2 separate regions of the Mus musculus genome follow, and region 2 is linked to region 1. Evidence: chromatin contacts called from public HiChIP or PLAC-seq data. All regions are on one chromosome and are shown on one strand. The core of a region is the stretch at or near the end of the contact, and the rest is flanking DNA. Distances in the headings are between cores, read along the strand shown.

Region 1 (3,434 bases), core at 677-3,176:
AGACTGGTTCAAGGGGCACACAGTAGGTGATACCAAGGCTAGACACCTGCAGCTTGAGGAACCTCAAACTGTTGTCCCTTTCTTTATACTTTTTCTATCTCAGTGTCCCCCAGCCCTAGAGATCTCCTATCTCCTGCCCCACCCCAACCCTAAAACTCTCAATGTCCCACGTTGTCCTTGTAACCTAGTGATTGGTCCTCAGCAGATGGGGAAAACTTTTCTTTCAAATGCTATGTTCTCAGAGTCCAACGTTATTCCTGTAAAAACTACTAAAATAATTGTGCTCCCACATTCCTGTAACTATAGCGCTAGGAAGGTGGGAGCAAGACACTCGAGGTCATCCTTGCCAAGATACTGAGTTCAAGGCTATCCTGGGATAAAGATCCTGGAGAGAGGGGGATGTGGGGTGTTAGCATGGGGCAGGTGGGGGGCAGCAGAGAGAACACTTAATTGCCCAGGAGACCAGCAACCAGAAAATTTTTTAAAAAAATAATATTATTATTTAGGAGAATTTCATTCAGAAGGCTCCAAAATCCCACCAGCAAACAATAGATTTAGGAAAATAAATACTATTTTCATAAACATTTGGGATATTCAATTCAGTTTTTGTGCTGAATTTCAATATAAGGAATATAAATTAAAAGGACTAACAAGGCCTGGTGTGTTTTTTGTTTTTTGTTTTTGTTTTTTTTTGTTTTTGTTTTTTTGGCTTGTTTTATTTTGTTGTTGTTGTTTTTGTTTTTCCTCTTGTTTTAAGCCACTAGCATTGGATTTATTCTACTATTACAAGATATTTCAGACACTCAACAAAGAGGCCTGTGGTGGTTAGTCAGCCAATGCAGGATCGCCTGTGAAGGGAATCTCACAGAAAGAGGGGCTGCATGAGATTGAGCTATAGTTGTGTCTCAGAGAGATTCTCTTGATTGTGTTGAAGAAAGAAACAAAGCAAAAAACAAAGCAGTATCTTAATAAAATAGGTAAAGAATGACTTTTTTTTTCTTTTTCTTTTTTTTTTTAGTGCAGGGGATTGAGCCTAAGGCTTCATGCTTATGGGGCAAGAGGTTTTAGCAGTGAGGCACATCTCCAAGCCTCTGTCATCACAATTGTCATTGTCAACATCATCATCGTCATTATCTTGAGATGGAGTATCAGTATGTTGTTCTTGAACATACTCTGAATCCCAGACCGTCCTTGAATTTGAGATCCTCCTGCCTCAGCTTCGAAAATGCCTAGGATTACAGGCCTGCACCACCAGTCTGGGCTAAGAACAAGCCATCAACACAGCTCCCTGACCCCCTGACCCCCACACCACTCCCACCAAAGTTCCCTTCCATGTTGGAAAAATTCAACCTGGGGCAAGAGCCAGCGCTAGGCCAGATTTCAGGGTGCTTTCCTGGGAAGAAGAACAAATGTCCCACTGTCCTGATCCTTCACACACACTGCAAAAGGCATCTCCCTCAAGAAAAGTCTTCTGCCTCCTCCATCAACCCGAGTTCCCTCTCTACCCGGTACTGAGTTTTCCTTAACCAAGCCAGGAGGCCCGGCCTGGACGAGCTCCCTAGGACCAGCGGATGCTCAACAGGTGCTTGATAAAAGATGGAGCTGAACACACTAAATGCCTTTAACTATTCGCCACAACTAGGCTTTAACTTGACTCGTTGTGACACCTAGTGGTGACTTCTTTCCACTTTGCTCCAACAGGATTAGCAGGAAAGTGTAGTTCCTACTACAGCAAAGGCAAAGCAAACCAGCTCTGGTCCAGGAACCTAGGATGCAAGAGCACCTGGGTGGCAAATGGTCGGTCGGTGTTTGCCCTCTGTGGCTTGCAGGCTAGCAGCGCTCACTGCTCTCATCAGGGTCAGTATAGCACTCACACTGCTCCGCAGCTCCGCGGCAGGAAGCCCACAGGAAATCATGGCTTCCATGTCACGTTGCAGAAGGGTAGCTGAGCCATGGAAACTGTCCCTGTTGCATGGAGCTACCTCTATTGCCCCTGTCTCAGGGGCAGACCTCAACAGTAGAGCTTTTATCTAAACAATCAAGTCCCTGGGTTTTATCTTCAACACCTTGTACCTTGCCAAAAGGGGGCGGGGGGAGCCATAAATTACCAATGTATGACAGTTAAAATAAAATTGAGCAGGCCGGGTGGTGGTGGTGCACGCCTTTAATCCCAGCACTTGGGAGGCAGAGCTAGGCAGATTTCTGAGTTCGAGGCCAGCCTGGTCTAAAGAGTGAGTTCCAGGACAGCCAGGGCTATATAGAGAAACCCTGTCTCAAAAACAAAAAACAAACATACAAAAAAAAATGAGCAAGAAATTAAAGATCTGTGATGTTTAATGGCACTCAAAGTATCTGTGAAAGTGTTAATGTTAGGTATGTTTTCAGAGGAAACTTCAGTATTAGATATAAAAATAGTACATGCAGCATGCATTTACCTCTTACCCTGTAAACCACTTCTTGGAATAAATTCTAAGAAAGTGGTTACAGAATAAAGAGACAGCCTGCAGGATCAGAGAAAACCTAGCTAGTTGAACATGACAGGATTAGCATCTAAACCATATAAAGAACTCGAGAAAAACCTAAAGAGCCAAACAGCTCAGCTGATAGATTATCAAGTTCAGTAAGCAGTTTCCAAATGATAAAATACAAATGATGGATAACAATGTTTTTTACAACCTGGAGGCTCACTAAGCATCAGAAAAATGTAAAGCAGAATTACATTGAGATTCTAGCTCCCCCCAGTCAGAGTGCCAGTCATTAAAAAGCAAGTAACCACAGATGCTCGTGCCGTGAAAGACAGCTGTGGTGGTTTGAATGGAAATGGCCACCATAGACTCACAGGGAGTGGCATTATTTGACATGGTTAGGAGGTGTGGCCTTGTGGGAGTGGGTATGGCCTTACTGGAGGAAATGCCACTGGTGGCTGGGCTTTGAGGTTTCAGATGCTCAAGCCAAGTCCAGTGTCACTCTCTCTTCCTGCTGCCTGCAGATCAGATGTAGAACTCTTAACTACCTTTCCTGCACCATGTCTGACTGCATGGAACCATGCTCCCTGCCATGATAATAATGGACTAAACCTCTGAAGTGTAAGCCAGCTGCCATAAAACGTTTTCCTTTGTGAGAGTTGCTGTGGTCATGGTGTCTCTTCATTGCAATAAAACCCTAAGAACCTTATACACTATACACTACGGGCAAGAATGTAAACATGTCCTGCCCCTATGGCAGCTTATAGTAGTGCCATTCTATAGTAGGCAGGTTTCTCAGAAACCTATATAGACCCAAGATATGACCTAGCCATACCTTCTATTCCTAGATATTTACCCAAAGGCCTCCAAGTCAGTCTATCCCAGTGACAACTGCAATAGAAACTCCAACTAAGACACTTGACTTAAACTTCCATTAATCCCCATGAAATTCATGTAGAAACCATCACT
Region 2 (3,349 bases), core at 699-3,198, 270 kb before region 1:
TGAGTAAGGTTGCCTAGGCCTCATCTGCAGGATACTGACTAGGAGGTTCTATGTAGTTCCTTACATACAGCTGCATGCTGCATAATGTTTCCATGAACAATAGACACACTCAACGTGGGCACGTAAGAGCTTAACAGAGTAGGAAAATCATGGTTGCTTTGATCTTACATCACAGTTCAATGCATTACTCGTGTGAGTATGACAACACTGGTTGTTGACACACCTACTGTGCACTGGTGTTAACACACCTACTGAGCACTCAATCATCTACAAGCACAGCACATATAACCATGTGTAGGAACTAATACTGGTGAAAACCATAATTGGCGATGTCATCGGCTTGTGTACTCACTACATTGTAAATGATCATGGAGGCTCACACCCCCACTACTGAGTGTGCTGACAGACAACAGTGCACATGTTACGTCAGTAGCAACAGCTTCACACTCTGTGGAGTTTCTTGATGACATCATTTTCTCCTGTGCTTGATTCCACCTCATATTTTTTGTTTATTGTAGTCCCAAGGGTAGTAGAATATCACACACACACACACACACACACACACACACACACACATGCACAGATACATGCACAAACACATTCATACACACAGACACACACAGAAATATACTACACACACACATACACACATACACACAGATACACAGACAGGCAGCCCCCCCCCCTCCAACACTAGCCTGGGTGTGCAGTAGGACATGTCATCTGAGTTTGTATGGTATAGTCTATGATGCTTGCAGAGACAGAAATCACCATATAATTCATTTCTGGGAGTCTGTTTCTGTCAGTAAGTGGCACCCGGCCATGTTGCTTTTCTCATCCTTTCAATGGTCCTATGAGGTAGGTACCATTCTTATATGTTTTCCAGGTGAAGAAGCCAAAGCACTGAAAGAGACCATGTGACTTATCACCATTACACAGTGGGACAGCTGCAATGCAGGCTGGCTTAGACATCACTCCTGCCCCTTGCTGTAGCTTCCCCAAGTCACGTGGCATCATCTTCTAAGAAGCCACATACCCAGTATTCTGGGAGCCCAGAGTCAAGTGTGACTAATGCTGATGGCTTAGTTTTCATTCATACCACAGGAATGAAACCCACACTCTACAGAAAACAGCGTCTCACAAGTCTTTTCCCCTTAGAGACAGGACAGCATAGAAAATGGAGAACAGAGTCGGACGCCAGCCCCAGGGCCTCAAGGAGTAGCCTTTCCGTTGCTGCGGTCAATATGATTGGTGTTGGTGTTCAGCTAGCATTTCCCTGATCTCCTTCAAACAGTTAGGATGGTCTTTCCCTGCCCTGAAAGTCAGTGGCCAGTCACACTGTGGCTCCTTAGACATGGAAATGGAGACACAAATAGCAAGGGGTCTGTTTCCAGTCAGAGGCTCAAGGTCCCTTCAGAACTGCTGGGTCCTGCCTTGGCAACGAGCCAGAGGAACCAAGGCAACGAACGCTTCGCTCGTCCTGAGCTCCGGATTGAGAACACTTAATAACAAGAGCCTTGATATGATAGTTTGGAGAGGTGGTGGCACTCTGAGGAGGTGGGGACTAATAAGAGACTATTAGTTTTTCACCCTGGGAAAAGATTAAGACTAAGTAGGTTGTTAGGAAGCAAGTTTGTTTTCTTAATTTACTCTTGTTTCATGTCTTGCTCTCTCATCATCATATCTCTCTGTCTCTCTCTCCCCTCTGCTTTCCCGCCCCTCCCCCTTCTCTTTCATGTGAACTCACTCACTCACCCTACCATAAAGTCCTTACTGGAAGCCAATGTTACCATCATGCCCTCAGACTTCGGGGAGCATAAGCAAAAGGACCCTTTTCTTAAAGACTCTACTGCCAGGCATTTTGTGGTAACAAGGCAAGAGTCCTCTTAAGCTTCTGAGATGAAAGAGAAAAGGGCTCCCCAGACTGTAGCACTTCGAAACAGGAAATATCATCACCCTGTCGCGCAATGAGGAAGAGGCGAAAAGGTAAACAAGGTTTCACATGTGACTCCAAGGCAGATTTATATTTATGGGAGAGTTGAGTATGTCCTGGTTGTTGCCCGTGTTTGGGAATCCAGGCAAATGTACACCTGAGTCTACCCAGCTTGGGCAGTACAGGAATGGCTTTAAATTCAGGTTCAATGCATACTGGGAAGGATTTTTACCATCTTCACCAAGAAGGGAAACACCATGCCCAGCTTCTCCCCATTTCAGATTAGCCATGAAGAAGAAGGTATTGATGAAGTCAGTCCCATTGCCTACCTGGAATGTTCGGACACAGGAACCCGTCAGAGGCGTTAGCCGCCGAGGCAAAGTTCATCTTTAAACATTCAGTCTCATACACTGAGGAAGAAGTCATGAGGCTTCCTGAAAATAGCAGCGATTAGCTTTTGATTCCACAGCCCGAGAATCTAGGGCTTCCAGGGCCACAAGCGGTGTGGCAGCAACACTGGGCTGGCTGACAGGACGAAGAGATTTCTGTTCCAGAGAACACTGCTGATTATTTTTAAATTTAGGCTTATGGATAACACAGAACGGAGCCTCCAATCCAAAAGATATCCAGATGGCCAAGACCTTTACAGAGGGCACTAAGCCAGACTAGCACTCCCGTGCCTATTGCCAGGCCTGAGACAGGTCTTCAGATCTCAGACACACCCACAGTTATAATGTAAAGACCAGGGTGGTCTTTACATTAGACTAGTACTACGTTTGTCTACATTGTTTAAGTACTTGTTAGGTCATCTCAAGACCAAGACAGATGTGAATGGAAGAAAGCAATGTAAATGTTGTCACAGATTGATGAAGAAAAAGCCACTAGGCACCCAGCTAGGCATTAGAAGTTTGTATGAGTGGGAGACCTCACACAGAACTCCAGGGTGATGTTGTGGCTGTTGCCCTGTGCAGAAAAGCTAATATCAAGAGAAGAGTCAAGGGGGCCAAGTGATTAACCCCTAAAAGCCAGAGGAACTGATTTTGTTTCAGGGGTCCATATTGAAGATCAGGACCTAGAAGGCACATTTACTCCAACTGTAGTCACTTCATCAAGATGTACAAGAAAGAGAGCTCACAGCTGGAGAACAGCATAGCACATGGCAGGTTGTTGAGGTCTCTGATGTGCCTTATCTGGCCTCAGAGCGTCACACACAGCATAAGCAGGCTTTTGCTGATGCCAAGGAGAGTTGGTGACCTGCTTCAGGCAATGGGGTAGCACCTGGTGCATTATGGGATGAAGTCATCAGGCTCTGGGATGAGTCTGGCTACTTCTTGGCTAAGTGGAATGAAGCAGCACCCACCTGGTGAGCTGTAATGCAAATACCAGAGGGTTATGGAAACCCTGACCGCCGCTCAT

Evidence for each region. HiChIP or PLAC-seq counts read pairs in DNA pulled down with a chosen protein or histone mark.
Region 2: an H3K27ac HiChIP or PLAC-seq map of regulatory T cells shows a contact between it and region 1, with 7 times the contacts expected there. The contact joins two enhancer-like sites. A contact is called at or near these places in 1 of 15 datasets of contacts at CTCF or cohesin (the NIH/3T3 cell line), 3 of 484 Hi-C or Micro-C datasets (bone marrow-derived macrophages, forebrain neurons and muscle stem cells), 9 of 115 datasets of contacts at active chromatin or transcription factors (Th17 cells, VIP interneurons, cardiomyocytes and 5 more) and 1 of 9 other capture datasets (embryonic stem cells).

Annotation. Positions count from the first base shown.
Region 1 is chr1:39,009,118-39,012,551 of GRCm38.p6, reverse strand. No RefSeq gene overlaps it. Among named protein-coding and RNA genes, the nearest start is that of Gm35222, 17 kb to the left of the region's middle. Within about 2 kb of position 1,926, at least 14 of the 459 cell types and tissues checked have an H3K27ac peak or open chromatin away from gene starts, as enhancers often do. A contact at or near this core is called in regulatory T cells, where this site is marked.
Region 2 is chr1:39,279,745-39,283,093 of GRCm38.p6, reverse strand. All of the region lies in intron 2 of Npas2 (neuronal PAS domain protein 2), which reads right to left. It also overlaps the pseudogene Gm17904. Among named protein-coding and RNA genes, the nearest start is that of Rpl31, 86 kb to the left of the region's middle. Within about 2 kb of position 1,948, at least 88 of the 459 cell types and tissues checked have an H3K27ac peak or open chromatin away from gene starts, as enhancers often do. A contact at or near this core is called in regulatory T cells, where this site is marked.